Linked DNA regions of Sus scrofa: region 2 is linked to region 1. Evidence: chromatin contacts called from public Hi-C data. All regions are on one chromosome and are shown on one strand. Each heading gives the region's core, a stretch centred on a gene start, on an enhancer-like site or on the middle of the called end of the contact. The rest is flanking DNA. Distances are from core to core; before and after follow the strand shown.

What was found. Hi-C and Micro-C count contacts between places; a contact is called where the count stands out from the background.
Region 2: a contact with region 1 is called in a Hi-C map of embryonic fibroblasts, with 2.2 times the contacts expected there. The contact joins two enhancer-like sites. A contact is called at or near these places in 1 of 47 Hi-C or Micro-C datasets (embryonic fibroblasts) and 1 of 2 datasets of contacts at active chromatin or transcription factors (skeletal muscle).

The regions. Positions count from the first base shown.
Region 1 is chr1:105,811,425-105,816,272 of Sscrofa11.1, reverse strand. No RefSeq gene overlaps it. Among named protein-coding and RNA genes, the nearest start is that of TXNL1, 200 kb to the left of the region's middle. Within about 2 kb of position 2,927, at least 2 of the 83 cell types and tissues checked have an H3K27ac peak or open chromatin away from gene starts, as enhancers often do. A contact at or near this core is called in embryonic fibroblasts, where this site is marked.
Region 2 is chr1:105,945,573-105,950,420 of Sscrofa11.1, reverse strand. No RefSeq gene overlaps it. Among named protein-coding and RNA genes, the nearest start is that of TXNL1, 65 kb to the left of the region's middle. Within about 2 kb of position 1,905, at least 1 of the 83 cell types and tissues checked has an H3K27ac peak or open chromatin away from gene starts, as enhancers often do. A contact at or near this core is called in embryonic fibroblasts, where this site is marked.

The DNA.
Region 1 (4,848 bases), core at 1,678-4,177:
TGGGTTAAGGATCTGGCGTTGCCGTGAGCTGTGGTGTAGGTTGCAGACGCGGCTCGGATCCTGTGTTTCTGTGGCTCTGGTGTAGGCCAGTGGCTACAGCTCCGATTCGACCCCTAGCCTGGGAACTTCCATATGCCGCGAGAGCGGCCCGAGAAATGGCAAAAAGACAAAATAAATAAATAAATAAATAAAAGGTTCAGTTCCTTTTGCAGCTCCATGGATAACTGGAGTTATCAATGCCATGGAGGAAGAGGCTGCCAGAGGCGGGTCTTCACTTGAGCTATTGCATCACAGGGCCCCAAGGCTTTTGACCTGGTCTGAAAGGTGGAACAGTAAAGAGCAGGAGAGAATTCTGCCAGCCAGGCCGTCAGGACCCAAGGTCCCTGCTTTCAAGGAGGAAACTGAATCCAGACGTCCAAAGCCATCTGGGCCAAGGCCATAGACCTGGAGGACAGGGAACCAAGCAGCTACCAAGCTCTGCTTTGCTCCTACTTACTGGAGACAAATGTTCTTGGCTGTGCCCTGTGGTCAGTGGGAGGTGACAAGGGGGATGCCTGGGAGCACTTTGGCCACTGCTAATCTCCCAGGCATTGAAAAGATTTATATAACTGAAGTAGGAACAATGTGCTGGCCCTCCAGATCTGCTTCCAGGAAAACCCCGAGGACATCTCTTTCTGCAGTGTTGGCACCCAAAACCACCCCACTCCCAGCAGATATTGGGAGTGTGTGGTTGGTGGGGCTGGGTCTCAGCAAAGCAGCAGGAACAAACAGAGGCAAAGTTGAGAAGGAAGTGCAGGTCATTCTTGCTCCCTCTTCTGTGTCCTTCCTGTGGTGGTCACCCTCTCTCACCCACAAACACAAAGCCCCCACCGGCCTTGCCCTTCTTCAAGGGGGTCCCCTATCCTTCCCTTCTCCCAAGTCACCATTTCCCTTCCTGTTTCCCTCCTTCCAGATCACAGCAGTCAGCTGCATGTCTCCAGGGTCAAGGCCATAAGGAATTCACATGAAAATACCAATACGTATGAGCAGGTTACTGTGTGGCCTCCTCCCAAACTTTCTATGAGAAATAAGAAAGTTGGGCAACCAAAATGCATCTCTAGAGCAGTATTTCAGCTATGGCACCTGAAATGTCTGTGTGTGTGTGTGTGTGTGTGTGTGTGTGTGTGTGTGTGTGTAGAAGGGGTGGGTGTATTTGGCAGAAGGAGAGAGAGAGAATTAATTCTTATAGGAGCATTCTCAGGGAGCCAATGCATTGATTCAGCATTATTTAACCAACTCCTTAATTCATTTCTGTGTCTTGTGTATGTTTATTCAGTGGTACCTCTTTTAGCTCCATAACAATTGGGCCTCCTTTTGATATAAATGATGCTGAGGCTGTGTGATGCTCCTGGGTCAGTGGTTTTGCACAGGCTGCTGTGCCACTTCAGTGAAATAATCAGTCATTTAAGTCAATAATTGGTTTGAGATTCCTTTGTACTATCAACTAAGTGTGCAGAGCCTAAGCAAGGAGTGGCTGTCTCTGTAAACTGCTGAGTCCCTAGCATAACCCTATGTATAAAGAAGAGCTTAGCTAGCTAAACACGTGTCTTTTTCAATGATGAAAATGGTTTTTGAAGCGACCATGTAAAATATTGCAGGTGAAAGTGAGTGGTATTATTTTGTATGTTTGTATGACCTGACCTGTTTGTAAAAGAAATAGCTCAGAGTTCCTAATCTGTTGGGAAGTCAATCTGTTATGGTATTCAAAACATATGTTTCTGTTTATTTCATTACATTTGCTTACTTGGAACACTGAGTGAAATCTGTAGGATTTAGAAGTGATTATAGAGCTGTATAGTAGCAAACTTTATGATTTTCATTTTTGATTCTCTCATGTAAAAGAATCCAAAGGTTCCTTAAATAGAGTTTATTCTAAGTTCACCCATTCGTTCCTTTCATGAAGAGCATTAATTCCATGGAATGCTTTGTGTTGGAGTTTTCTGTAAGGAAGGGAAAATGGCTAAATTCCAGTTTCCCCACCCAAGTGTGAATCTCTAAAATGATGGTGTTCAGGTTCAGAATTAAAACAAACAAACAATGTGACAATGAAATGGTGGAAAAAATGCTAATAATTCTCAATGTCCATAACTTGAGGGGAGGTATTTTTATATAAATATCATTATGATTTGTTTCAGTTTTTATAATAGTCACATTTTTTTTGTTATTTTTATGATTTTCTAAGATGTGCAATGTCTGTGTGAAAATTTCTTCCCATATTGAAACCTTTTGGTAATTTCCTTCTTTTGAACACTTTCATTCAGATAAATATTAAAATGTTAAATGAAAGAAAGGGATAGAGAAGTTCTAGGCCAGAGAATTATAGGGCTAGGGAAAGAAAGATGCCATTCCAGAATTCAATAGTCTAAACCCCAGTCAGTTAAACTAATATTAAAGTGGAAGGAAGGGAACACTAGAACTGCTTACACTATTTTCATCCCAGAATTCCTGTTCCCATGAATATTTAGCTTTCCTGGACTCAGGAATCAATCTGATTTTTACTTTGAGGAAACACATACCATATATGTCCTGAAAAGCACAAATGCAAATTCACTGAACCTACCCCCCTTACTGAACCCCCTTATTGAATCCCCGTGTATAGCAATCAAATTGGAAATCCAGGTCTATTACATGCACATGTAATATTTCTAGAGTATATCAAATTCCATCCTATATCAAATTTTTTCCTCGAGTTCCTAGAAATTTAATATAAGCAAGTTTCACTCTATTTGAAAAGAACATGATGCAATATAATGTGTTTTTCAATGAATAGAACTCTTGGTAATTCCATTTATGTTCAGAATTTCTTAAAGGTGACTCACTTCGTAGAGGCTTCACATCAGAGTTCAGTTCTGAGAACTTCCCTGGGTAACATTCTTTTTGGCATGAAAAAAATGAGGAAAATCAGAATTTTGGTGATTCATATACAGTGATTCAAAAAACAGGAGTTCCCTTCGTGGCTCGGTGGTTAATGAAACTGACTAGGATCCATGAGGATGGGGGTTCCATCCCTGGCCTTGCTCAGTGGGTTAAGGATCCGGTGTTGCCATGAGCTCTGGTGTAGGTTGCAGGTGTGGCTTGGATCTGGTGTTGCTGTGGCTGTGGTGTAGGCTGGCAGCTGCAGCTCTGATTTGACCCCTAGCCTGAGAACCTCCATATGCAGAGGGTGTGGCCTTAAAAAGCAATAAAGTAAAATAACCATGATGCATTCCAGTTAAGTAGGGAGGGGTGATATATTTGAGAGACCAAGAAAGGTCTTGATTCAGAGTTAAATGTATGACCATCTACCAGACAGGGAGTTTCTCATCAGTGGGAACTTTATATCCCCACATAGGCCCCCATACAGCAAGCACTTAGACTTGGCTCAATTAATAAGTCAACTGGTTATAGGGCTTTGATCATGGCACAGAGGAAGCTTAAAATTCATCACTTCCTTCTGCTTTCATGGGGCCTTTTTTTTTTTTTTTCATCAATACCTGTAATTGGAAGTTTCCTTCAATAATCCAAAATTGTTATTTTCTATTGCTTTGCATTTTCTTCCAGTGTTTCTTTTTAATTTTTTTTTTTAGATAACTAATCTCTGGTTCTAGTTAGTTTTCATTTTTATACACACATCTATATATCATGTAACTCTGATTATGGTTATTGTTAAATAAAATATACTGTTATATCCTATATTCAGCATCCTCTGAGTAGTAAACCGGGCCTGTTAAAAATGATATGCATTCATTAAAGAAATTCCATTTAAAATCTTGGAAAGCCTACATTAAGAATACTTTCTCGTATCACTCTGTCAATCTTTCTTGCACCTGTTAGCATGTTTAGAAAATGGCTTTTTATAATTCACTCATCTTATTGCAAGTGGAAGAAGATTCACAAAAGTAATTCTGATTATTCAAATTGTTTTGTAAAACATAAAATTAAGAACATATCCTATAATAAGCACTAATAAACTTAGCAACTAGATATAAATAAAGTATAGGTTATAAAGTATTCTAATATGATGGAAAAGAGTTATAGGCTCTTCTAATTATGCTTGCTGAATGTAAACAGTTTCTGAGATAGTTTTCACTATTTTTAGCACTTGAAATCTTGACGCTTTCTTGGATTTACCAGTAGGATTGGTATGGCTTCCGTCATTACAGTTCTTGTTTTTTAACTCCCCAGCGCGTAATAAACCCATGAACTCCATTAACTGTAATCGATATGCGTGCAAGTATGTAAAGGCCTTTCTTCGGCCCTCTCACTGCCTCAAACGAGAAACCAAAATGAGTATGACGCCAAGTCCCATGCAAGTAATCAGGTACGCCATTTTTCATTTGGAAAGAAGTCCTCTCCAATAATGGAAACGCCGAGAGAGGTTATTACAATAATAAATGAGTTGGCAGGGTGATTTATGCTTGAAACAAATGTACCTTCTGATGGAATCCTCTTTAATTCCTTATAAATCCTGGGTTTAGTGGACAGGGTCTGATGCTGGGATTCCATCCGTTCAGTGCCCACAGTATTTTGAATTCACGTGGTCCCCTATTGTGTGGACCAAACAGCTGTTTTCAATAGTCTCCCCGGCAGGTATCTGTTTAGGGATTAGTAATGCTTCACAGGGTCGTACATCACAAGAAATGGATGTGTAATTACATTAACTGTGTTTCATCTCTTTGGATGCACTTATCCCATATCACTGATATTGGAGCCATTTCATAATAATTCTCCATAAACTGGTTTACTTCTTTAACAGTGACACCATCTTATAATAGTGCAGTGGTTTTACATCTTCAAAATGTTTCTGAAAGCTTCCTCCTTAAATTTCTC
Region 2 (4,848 bases), core at 656-3,155, 140 kb before region 1:
GTCAGAAAGAATTGCAGAGCAAGGCCATTTAGCCAACATCTCCATCTACTTACCCATCTTCTCTTGGGTTGCTCTACCTTCTCAGGTTGGGGTACTAACCCTTTCTTAAACAGCTTAATTTATTTGACTCTGGGCATCATGACTAATTCTAGATGGGAATGTTTTTGGTGTCTATGGAGCACCCACAATGTCGATGTCAGTGCCACTCACAGGCATGGCCACCAACCAGTGGTATCACCAGGGAGTTTGTTAAATATGCAGATTCTTTTTTTTTTTTTTTTTTTTTGCTTTTTAGAGCCACACCTGTGGCGTATGGAGGTTCCCAGGCTAGGGGTCCAATTGGAGCTGCAGCTGCTGACCTACCCCATAGTCACAGCAATGCAGGATCCGAGCCTTGTCTGCGACCTATGCCAAAGCTCATGGGAATGCCAGATCCTTAACCCACTGAGCAAGGCCAGGGATCGAACCCACCTCATGGATACTAGTTGGGTTCATAACCTGCTGAGCCAAGACAGGAACTCCAAATATGCAAATTCTTGGGCCCCCATCCCGCACCTACAAAATCAGCAACTGTGGGATGGGGCGAGCACTTTGTATTTTAACAAGCCCTTGAGGTGATGCTGATAGACACTCAAGTTTAAGAACCACTGGTCCCTAAAGTCCCTATGATTTTAGGGACTGCTGGAACTCTCCCACACCTGCCTTGCTCCACACCATTCAAATCTCCCTCCACCTGTGACACACCTGAACTTTCATCCGACTAACATCTTTGCTACAGTTTAAGGCTCTGAGTCTTCTAAGACACAAATGCCTACGAGCACTTTAAGCTGTCATCAGGTGTTTATATCTTAGTATGAACAGTTTCATCCATTTCTAGTTTTACTAGAAAACTCAACTCAAGACTCTGACCTTCAGATGTGGAGGGATCCCTCTAGCTTTGGAGAGGAAGATGGTGCCACCAGGAGGGAGTACAGAGTAAAAACTGCCTTTGAGTTATACTTTCACTCCAGGTGAGATTTCTGTCTTGTTTATGTAAGACAATTTGCAGGGCAATGTCAAGAGGCTAAAAACTCTTGGGTGAAGAGCAAAAATAGTGAACAATTTAACATATTAAACAAAGAAGAGTCTTTGCTTAGAGTTGAAAAAGATGAGCCTGTGTGTCCCCAAAATGTTCATAACAAGGAAAAGACAATAACATGGGAAATGGAGTGGGACAAATATAACTGGGAATTATTGCTTGTCCAGAATTTTCTTAAAGGATACTTTGAAGGCTTTATCTCCACTCCAGAAAGAAAAAAGAAAAAGTCTATAATCAAATTTCAACCAATATTGCCATGGCTTGCCTCTTTTCGGGAGACCTGGGGAATTTATGTTTTTCTCATCGGATCTCATGGTGGAGCTGAGCAATTGTCTTCGAAGGAGATGGCTTGCCTGGTGGGCTGAGCACAGAAAACAGAGACGGGGAACCTGGCTTTCTTAATCTCAACTCTGTCATCCATTCAGCCAAGCCTGGGGCGCATCTCTTAACTAGGCTGTGGCTGTTTCATCCCTGTAAACCAGGAATAAAAACATTCACCTGCCCCTCGGGGGGACTCTGGGGGACTGACTGGCAGATGACAGGACTGCCCTTTATGTTTTCAATGAGCCACATAAAAGCTGTTTTGCTGGTTGGGGCACTCTTTTGTCTGGTTTCTTGCAGAGCAACCTTTAATGACGCTTTAGAAAATCAATTCCGTTTGTAAACTCTATCAAGTAATCACATGGAACTTGAAGCTTTAACTTCTGAAACTGAAGTTGCACAATAGGAAATTGCCAAATGTGGATATTATAGGAATTTGAACATGCTGAACGTGGCCTTGTGTTGGATAATAATGGTATTGAGGAATGTGCAGCTGTTTGTATGGGAGAGAGCAGTCCCAGCCCTTGGAGAACCAGGAATGGCAGGAACTGCCTCTAACTATTGTAATCTACAAGATTATCCCATTAATCATATTTGTCTCTGGGAGTACCTTCCTTCTCACTCGAAGTGTTGTTTTTCCCCTGATGCATCACGTGTAAGAAAGCCTCTCATTGAAGGCATTACAGGGACACATTTCAAAATGTTTTTAAATACAAGATGAGTTTTAGCTGCCAATAAAAGACAAGTTAATGGCACCCATTGAAACCCTGTGTGATGACGTTTTTTTGTTTTTTCTTTCTTAGGTTTTTTTTTTTTTTTTTTTTTTTTTTTTGTCTTTTGTCTTTTGTCTTTTGAGGGCTGCACCTGTGGCATATGGAGGTTCCCAGGCTAGGGGTCCAGTCAGAGCTACAGCTGCCGGCCTACACCACAGCCACAGCAGTGCCAGATTCAAGCTGTGTCTGTGACCTACGCCATAGCTCACAGCAACACCAGATCCTTACCCCACTGAGCAAAGTCAAGGATCCAACCCGCAACCTCATGGTTCCTAGTCGTATTTGTTTCTGCTATGCCACAACGGGAACTCCTTTTTCTTTTTTTTAACCTACAATATATTATCATTGCTAAGATCTGGAACACTTTGGTCTTTTCCTTAGGTAGTTCTGCTGCCTGCATTCTTTTTGTTTTGTTTTGTTTTTGGCAGCACCTGTAGTATGTAAAAGTTCCTGGGCTTGGGATCAAACTTGCGCCACAGCAGCCACCAGACTGGCTGCAATTACAATGCTGGATCCTTACCCTGCTGCACCACAATTGAACTCCTGCTGCCTGCCTTCTTTTTTTTTTTTTTTTTTCTTTTTACATCTGCACCTGTGGCGTATGGAATTTCCCAGGCTAGGGGTTGAATTGGAGCTGCAGCTGAGGCCTATGTCACAGCCACAGCAACACCCAATCTGCGAGCTATGCTGCAGCTTTTGGCAATGCTGCATCCTTAACCCACTGAGTGAGGTCAGGGATTGAACTAGGATCCTTGTGGATACTATGTCAGGTTCTTTTTTTTTTTTTTTTTTTTTTTTTGTCTTTTTGCTATTTCTTGGGCCGCTCCCGCGGCATATGGAGGTTCCCAGGCTAGGGGTCGAATCAGAGCTGTAGCTATTGGCCTACGCCAGAGCCACAGCAACGTGGGATCTGAGCCGCGTCTGCAACTTACACCACAGCTCACGGCAACGCCGGATCGTTAACCCACTGAGCAAGGGCAGGGACCGAACCCGCAACCTCATGGTTCCTAGTCGGATTCGTTAACCACTGCGCCACGACGGGAACTCCCTATGTCAGGTTCTTAACCCACTGAGCCACAATGGGAACTCTTGCCTGCATTCTTAACCAAACAAAATGGCTGTGTGTGCCAGGACTGTGGGCCAGGGGAGGGGAGTGAGCGGTGTCTTCCCTTTTTTCCACCCAGAATTCAACAAGACCTGGGAGATGCAGATTAGTCTGGGGACAAAAATTAAAAGCACATTTTGAAAATGAGATTCAGATGCACAAGCATGGGATGATAGATTTTTATTAATGACATAACATCGGAGACATTAGCCCAGTTGTAGCAGTGTTTCAAGGCCCAGGCAGCTTCCTCTTCAGCAGCTGGTGTGACTTTTCATGCTGCTTCTGCAGCTTTCCCTACCGAGAAGCTATACAAATTTTAGGGTATGTGTGTTTCATCTCAATAGCTGTATAAGAATATGGTCCTAGTCTGATCCAAGGAATCAAAAATATGCTGTATGCGTTGGCATGTGTCTCTGTAATGAATCTAAGAGCTGAATATTTTCTCCCCCCCACACACACCCCATTCATACAATAGATTTTAATATAGATCAGGGCTAAAGACCAAATCCCGACAGGAATGGAAAAAAAATAATAAATTGATTTGTTGACCTACACTTAAACTTTAAGCAAAGTAGATAACTATTTGTTTATCTAACAAGTTCTGCATTGATTATAGGTCAAAAATGACCTCTAATGTATAAAAACACATTAGCAATTAGGAAGAATATTTGACTTCATGGGTCATATACAATGGGGCAGCCTAGCTCAGCTGGTATTTTCAAATATGAACTATATTAGGATAAAGTATAGAAAGGAATATACTTGTTTTTGAATCAGAACTATAAAAACAGAAGTAGAGGGTTCCTTCATGAGTTTGTTGACTTTCTTGTTGTCAGCATTACCTAACAGTAAAGCCTCAGCCAAAATGTCTATATACTAACTCTACTACTATTTGTGGCATATGTTTAATGGATTTATTTATTCAACAAAGATTTACTGAGTGTCAGTAGGGTGTCAGGGATGAGGGGTACTGCTCTCATGGAGAATCAAACAAATGTTAAATGTCCTCTTTCTTTACCATTCCCTCCTATTTTCTCCATCTCTATCCCTCAAACTCTTACGGATGTGAAAAAGTACTCTTAATAACTGAATAAATGTATAATTATTCAATTATATGTACTCAAATAAGTGGATCCAAAATATGCCTTCTTTTGTTTTAGAAACCATGGTCCTCTATAGTTTCTTCTTTAAAATGGATCACAAACTGTCCATCTATTAAGAATGGATAGACAATAAGGTCCTGCTGTATAGCACAGGGAACTCTGTCCAATCAGTTGTGATGGAACACGATGAAAGATAATATGAGAAAGAGTATGTATAGATGTAGTCACTTTGCTATGCAGCAGAAATTGATACAACAATGTAAATATAATGAAAATTTAAAAATAAATAAAGTTAAGAAAAAAAATAAGGATCACAAAGCAAGTGCCCTCTAGTTCTGCCGACAGTTGTATGTTCTGCCTGGACCAAACCAAGATCTGGGTTCTAGGCCAGATTGCCACTCACCCACTATGTGATCTTTGCCACTTCAGGCTCTCAAATCCCCCACCTTTTCAGTCTGCAGGAGAGCA